Regions from separate parts of the Mus musculus genome. Here region 1 is linked to region 2. The links are chromatin contacts, called in public HiChIP or PLAC-seq maps. All regions are on one chromosome and are shown on one strand. The core of a region is the stretch at or near the end of the contact, and the rest is flanking DNA. Distances in the headings are between cores, read along the strand shown.

Region 1 (3,029 bases), core at 379-2,878, 320 kb before region 2:
ACGGGCAGCCACATCAGTGTCTGCAGAGGGCAGAGAGGACGAGGCTACCCTAGGCTGGGGCTGGGAGAGGGACCCTGAACCCAAGGGGGAGGGTCCTCCTTCAGTGAGCAAGTATGCAAGAGGAAAAGTAGACGCACAAGCCAATCCAAAGGTTAAGTAAAGGTAGGGACGCTGAGAACGGCCATATGGCAGAAGCTGACCTGGTGAGATTTCAGTTGATCCAGAGCTTGATGAAATAACAACTGAGCACAGACTCAAAGACGCTGGGCATCTAGAGTGGAGATGGGCTACACGCTGGCTTCAACTATACAAAAGTAAATGATGCTGTTGGGTTCAAAGTGCAAGAGCAAGAGGGTTGACTGGGGTTCAATAATAGCAGCCAAACAACTGCAGCATCGGTGGACGGCGGCCTCTGTTGTGGTTTGAGAACGAGAGATCCTCCAAAGGCTCATGTGGTGTGCTCTGGGTTCCCAGACTGTGACACTATTGTGAATCGTAGAGAGCATTCAGGAGCTTGGCTGGCACAAAGCAGTCAATAGGGAGGGCCTTTGAAGTCTTCTCTGTCTCTATGTGTCTTTTCCTTTTTCTCTGTGTCTGTGTGTCTGTCTGTCTCCATGTGTGTGTCTCTGTTTCTCTGTGTCTGTGGGTGGGTGTGTCTTTCTCTGTGTGTCTGTCTCTCTCTGTGTGTCTCTTTCTTTTTCTGTGTCTGTGTGTCTGTCTGTCTCCATGTGTGTGTCTCTGTTTCTCTGTGTCTGTGGGTGGGTGTGTCTTTCTCTGTGTGTCTGTCTCTCTCTGTGTGTCTCTTTCTTTTTCTGTGTCTGTGTGTCTGTCTCCGTGTGTGTGTCTCTGTCTCTCTGTATATCTCTGTGTCTGTGTGTCCATCTCTGTCTCTGTGTCTCTGTGTGAGTGTGTCTATCTCTCTCTGTCTCTCTCTGCCTCTCTCTCCGTGTGTGTCTGTCTGTGTGTCAGTCTCTCTCTGTCGCTTTCTGCCTCTCTCTCCTGTATGTATGTGTGTATGGCTGTGTCTGGCTGTCTATGTGGGTATATGTGTGTACCCTGTATATTTCCTGGTACTACTCTGTAAGGCAGTCACCCTCCTACCATATACAGAGCCACATGCCCCTGCCAGGCCTCCCCACCTAGATGGACTGAGATTTCTCTGAAATTATGAACCAAAACCTATGCCTCCTCCCTTAAGTTGCTTCTGAGCAAATTTCATCACAGCAGTGGAAGAGTAACAGAGACACTTTCCATTTTGCTAGAAGGGTCTAGGAGGCTTAAAAGCAGAGGGATTGAGGTAATCAATACAGATTCTCAGAACTTTAGGTTTTCTACTCTACTATCTACCATTTCACTCATCTGAAGCTTTGAAGCTATGAGTGCTGTGTTTACTGAAACAAAGCCCTATTCTCTGAGACATAGATGTGTGTGTGTGTGTGTGTGTGTGTGTGTGTGTGTGTGTGTGTGTGTGTAATTGTAAGCAAAGGCATTTTAATCATAAATTAGAGCCATGTACTGGCTGGTTTTGTGTGTCAACTTGACACAAGCTTGAGTCATCAGAGAGGAAGGAGCCTCAGTTGAGGAAATGCCTCCATGAGATCCTGCTATAAGGCATTTTTTCAATTAGTGGTCAACGGAGGAGGGCTCAGCTCCTGGTAAGCGGTGCCATCCCTGGGCTGGTGGTTATGGGTTCTATAAGAAAGCAGACTGAGCAAGCCAGAGAAAGCCAGCCAGTAAGCAGCCCTCCTCCATGGCTTCTGCATGAGCTCTTGTCTCCAGGTTCTCACCCTGTATGAGTTCCTGTCCTGACTTCTTTTAATAATGAACGGTGCTGTGGAAGTGTAAGCCGAATAAACACTTTCCTCCACACCTTGCTTTTTCGGACATAATGTTTTGTCACAGCAATAGAAACCCTGACTATTACAAGCCAGTTCTTTGCAATTGTTGTGATTTATAAAATGGCTGGGTGAGGGGAGACCTTGGCTGGCCCTGCCAAGGTGTCACCCTGGACAATTAGGTCATATGACAGGCCTAATATAAAAGGGAGTTCACTTGGAATCTAGAGATGGGGATAGAGGCAGAGGAAAGAGGACAGAGGACAGAAAGAGAAAGGAGAGAGGAAGAAAGAGGGGAAGAGGCTGGCTGGGGACACGTGGGGAAGAGAGAGGGAGAGAATAGGTAAAGAGGGGAGAAAGAGCGGGAGAATGGGGAGGAAGAGTCCTTTTATTCAAGGGTACCTGGCTGTTGCTAGGTAACTGTTAGGCGGTGCCTAAAGAGAAGGCTAACAGGGACTACTCTCAAAACCAAATACCCAAAAGGTATGGTTGCAAATAAGGCTCATAAATATCCCTGACACTTGGAGATACTTGCTATGATACTTGGAACACTAAGATGCCAGAGGAGAAGTTCTGTTTCTGCAGGTATGAGATAGAGGTCAGAAAATGCTCTGGAACTGGAGCAAGACCTGAGCCACAGAGCTGCTTAGCAGCCCAGGGAACTAGGCTGCAGGTGGCTCCCATCCTAAAGCCTAAAGAGAAGCTGCCTTCCCTGTGCTTCACTCATAGTCAGAACCAGCCTCAAACATGACAAACGTGTGTGCTCGAGACCACAGCTGTCCATGGTCTACTCCTGGTATTTTTGGTTACTGTATAGAAGCACGTAGGCAACTGGTGTCCCAATCCTATCCTCCCCAGGAAACTGGGGACAGGAGGACCACTTGAGCCCAAACGTTTAAATTTATCCTGGACAACACAGTGAGATCTTGCCCTAAAAAAATTACAAAATACAAAAAAAAAAAATTAGTTTCCAAGATAAATCTAAGCATCGTTCACCTATTCTTATGGTTTTCAACTGTTTCTAAACCACACATGGTTTAATGATACTGCGGATGTGGTGTGAGGAGACCAAGAAGTACTGAGAGGTTTAGACGAAATTCAGCATGTCTGCAGAGCAGAGTACAAATGAGCAGAATTATCTGCCATCTCCACGTCGGGCTTGGTTTTGTCAGTCCCTGTGCCTCCCATAGCCTC
Region 2 (3,478 bases), core at 192-2,691:
ATCAATGAAAAGAATGCTTCGTTCTGTACTGAGGGGCTCAGAAGCAGCTGACTACAAGAGACACTCTCCTCCCAGCGGGGCTGATGTCAACAGCCCCAGCTTCTGCCCGAACAAAGGCTTCTTAGCGCCCGCAAAACATCTAAGCCTCTCCAGTTGGCCCTAGTTCAATTTGAGAACAAGAGGGCAGCCAGGAGAGCAGAGCAAAGTTATGAAGCGGGACAGGCTGAGAAGTGGGGGAAATGCTAAGTCCCTCTTCTCCACTAAAACAGAGAACTCTAGAAAGGTATAATGGAAGGGCGCAGTTTCCAATTTGAATTATTTTCTTTGTTTCACTCCGCCCTGCCTGAGGCTACTGCCTTTTAAGCCGACCGCAGAATCCTCTGGATGAAGGCCGAGCAGTTGGAAGACCCAAGGGGCTGAACTCTCAGACCTCAGCTTCCTGCCTGTAAAATTAAAAAGGTTCCCTAGCTGTCGCCTGGATTTTTTCAATAACAAAGGTACACGGTTGAAGGCTGTCCAGTTGTCTTCAGAGACAGGTTAGTCTCCACAGGGACTACTCGAGGTGCAGCATCAGATTGGTAAAATGCTGTCACTCCTGCACAGGTCGCCTAGGATCCGTTCACCGCCCCCTTCCTGTCCTCAACTTTTCCTCAGAGCTGACAAGCCCAGACCTCAATACGCTAAAAATCCGGCTGCGTGAGCAGAGTGAAAGTTAAGGGGAAAGCACAGCAAACAGTGGACCTACCTCTGCGAGCCTCCGATACGTCCCCGTCTAGACGAGGGGCCCCCGTTGGCCTTGTGTGGCCAGGGCCAGTGACACCTGAAATGTCTAGCCACAGGGAGCTCCCAGGCGAAGAGCAAGCAAAACCCAAGACCTCACTGGTGGATTTTGTTAAAATGAACTATTCTTTCAGCAAGCTAGGGAGGCGCTCGAGATTCCCCAACAGGGGCAGTCGCCAGTGCACGGGGACAATGGTGTGTCGGGCAGGGTCTATTTTAGAAGGGTACCCTACAGATCCTTAGTTCAGCCCACGACTCTTAAGAAAATCTCGAAGAAGAGATGAGGGCTTGTAGGTTTCACCTCCAAACCCGTGCCAATGGGTGAAGCATACGTGTGGGTGGGGTGGGGGCTTTTTGTCGGCTCTTTCTTGTTTGTATTTTCTTTTTCCTTTAAAAATCAACAGGTTTAGTCCGTCCCTTCACAGAGCACCGCTGCGAAAGGTCCCCACCTCTCCAGCAGTAGTAGGTGGCCTCCAAGCGCCGCACCCGTTGGTTTGGCTGGAACAATAACCTGACCAAAAGAGGTTCAGCCGGGGCACACGTGCGTTTGTTGTGGTGCCTGCGCTCCCCCTCTCCTTCCACCGGGCTTGTTTTCCTGCTCTGTTACCAAAGTGGGCAAGATCTAAAGAGACCCTCACTCCGCGAGTCAACGCCTTACACAATACAGACGCTGCAGTGTAGGTTCCTGCGTCCCCGCACACGTGGGTTTGTTATGGGTGCGCAGGCTGGCGTGCCGGGGGGTGGGGGTGGGGGTGGGGGATTAGGGAGGGGAGGCCAAGGCGGTCCCTCCCCTGGACCCGCGACAGACATCCCCAGCCCGGGGCGGCGGCTCCTACTCCCGCAGCTAGGGCTGCCTCTCAGCGCACCCCTGCACTCCTTCTTCAGACCCGTGCCGCCCGCCTCGCCCCTACTCACTTGCAGCTCTCTCAATCGGGAAGGCGGCTGCGGTCGCTGAGCCCACCGAGCGCTCGCACGGCGCGCAGTCCGATTCCCTTTGTTAGGGTCGGGCAGTGCCAGGGCGGCTCCCCAACCCAGGCTGGCGCTCAACTCCACTCCCCCAGGTGCCTCTGGATCTTGCCGGGCCGAGGGAGAAGAGCCCGGGACTCAAGCTCCGAGTGAGTCCCCTTGAGAACGGATCTTCTGGGAAGCAGAGAGGGAGCACAGATGAGGGTACAGAGGACCGGGAAGGAGGGAAGAAAAGCACGGCAGACCGGCGGGAGGACGCTTGGTCTCCGTTATGCAAATAGAGTCGTTAAAACTAGAAAAGTGCTCTATCACACCGGTCCCAAACCATCCTGGCCCTCTGGAGGTCGCTAGCGAGCAGGCTCAAGGTTAAAGGTGCCTGCTTAGGGCTCCCCGTAATGCAGGGAATCTTGCAGTCTGTCCACAAAGAGCAAGCCTTTGGGGCGGAGCAATGCGGCAGGCAAGGAAGCCCAAATGCTGCCTCCACCCCCACCCCCTGCGTGTCCCGATGGATTGGATTCAGTGTTATCTGGCGAAAACGTTCTTACCAGAGTGCTTGTCCTGGCTCTGCACAGGGTGATCCTGATCAAACAAGTCATTTAACCCCTGTGAAAACTCAAATTTTTATGTAGGACACATACATCTTAGACTGTAGTATTTAGAGTTTAACAAAAATCCCCCAACATTAAGTGTATCCTGTACACAGCCTTGTCAAACTTTTTTTTTTTTTTTTTTAGATGTTCTGGAGTCCTGCGACCTGGAACTCTCACAGTAGGTACGCAGGCAGGCAGGACCCGGTTACAAAGGTAAAGACAGCCGGGCACCTTCCTTCCACTGGGCTTAGGATACGGCTGCTGGAGAAGTCAGGAGGAAACATCTTGTTGAAGAAGCAGTCTGGCAGTCTGACCATCTCTGATTACCCACAGACCACTTCCGAAAGACTGAAAACTTTCCTCTGTAAGAGAACTGGAAGCCACCATCTGGCCGCTCCTTCGGTCCTTTCTATCCTAGAGAAGAGATTTGACTACTCTGAGGCAGTAATCACATCCCAAATATCCACCTCTGAGCTGGGAGAGGAATCAAATAGAGCTCCAAGAACGCAGAAAATTGCTGGTCTGGGTTTTCTGTGTAGCAAAATAGCCTCTACAGTAAGATTGCTGGAGCCAGGACCAGAGCGTTCTCTTCAAGTCCAGATAGCCGCTTCCCACCACCAACCTGGGAAAGAAAAGATTGCCGCCTCCTCCCCAGCACCTGTCTTTCAGATTGTCTTCCTCCATCCTTTGATTCTGAGCCCCTAGCTGCTCACCCTCCCCCAGCTGCTCTGGAGCCAGAGACCCAAATCAGAAAGTGCCAGACAGTGAATTCAGTTCTGTGGCCAAGAAGCTATTTGTTCTTGGGTGAGTTCCACAGTCTTTCTGGGCCATTCTTTCCTCTTCTGCAACATGGAGAGCTAGAAGACAGCACTAAGGATCATGTTTACACGAAATGATTTATGTGGAGCAAGTAACGTAGAGTCTAGCCTACTGAGCATGCTCATAATAGTGCACTCTGCTGTGAGCCAATGAAAGCAGACCCCGGGTGACTGTTTCTGAAAGGGTGCTAACTGAAAGTCGAAGATTTTGTTCTACATTAAGAGGCCATTAAACGATTTTAATGCATGGCTCACAGTGCATCCTTGTGCTTTAGGTAGATTCTTCGGTCGCGGTTCTTGAAGATGGAAACAGGAGCGAGGACT

The links. HiChIP or PLAC-seq counts read pairs in DNA pulled down with a chosen protein or histone mark.
Region 1: an H3K27ac HiChIP or PLAC-seq map of the NIH/3T3 cell line shows a contact between it and region 2, with 8 times the contacts expected there. The contact joins the enhancer-like site here to the promoter of BC106179 in region 2. A contact is called at or near these places in 2 of 39 promoter capture datasets (both in the 3T3-L1 cell line), 1 of 484 Hi-C or Micro-C datasets (cortical neurons), 1 of 115 datasets of contacts at active chromatin or transcription factors (the NIH/3T3 cell line) and 1 of 9 other capture datasets (pancreatic islet).

What each region holds. Positions count from the first base shown.
Region 1 is chr16:23,544,635-23,547,663 of GRCm38.p6, reverse strand. It overlaps a transcript of Rtp4 not described here. Among named protein-coding and RNA genes, the nearest start is that of Masp1, 25 kb to the right of the region's middle. Within about 2 kb of position 1,628, at least 9 of the 459 cell types and tissues checked have an H3K27ac peak or open chromatin away from gene starts, as enhancers often do. A contact at or near this core is called in the NIH/3T3 cell line, where this site is marked.
Region 2 is chr16:23,223,447-23,226,924 of GRCm38.p6, reverse strand. BC106179 (cDNA sequence BC106179) reads left to right here and starts at 1,441. Exons shown (of 3, transcript NR_152126.1): 1 at 1,441-1,457; 2 at 2,481-3,140; 3 at 3,430-3,478. It overlaps St6gal1 (beta galactoside alpha 2,6 sialyltransferase 1), which reads right to left and starts at 2,185. Exons shown (of 8, transcript NM_145933.4): 1 at 1,696-2,185.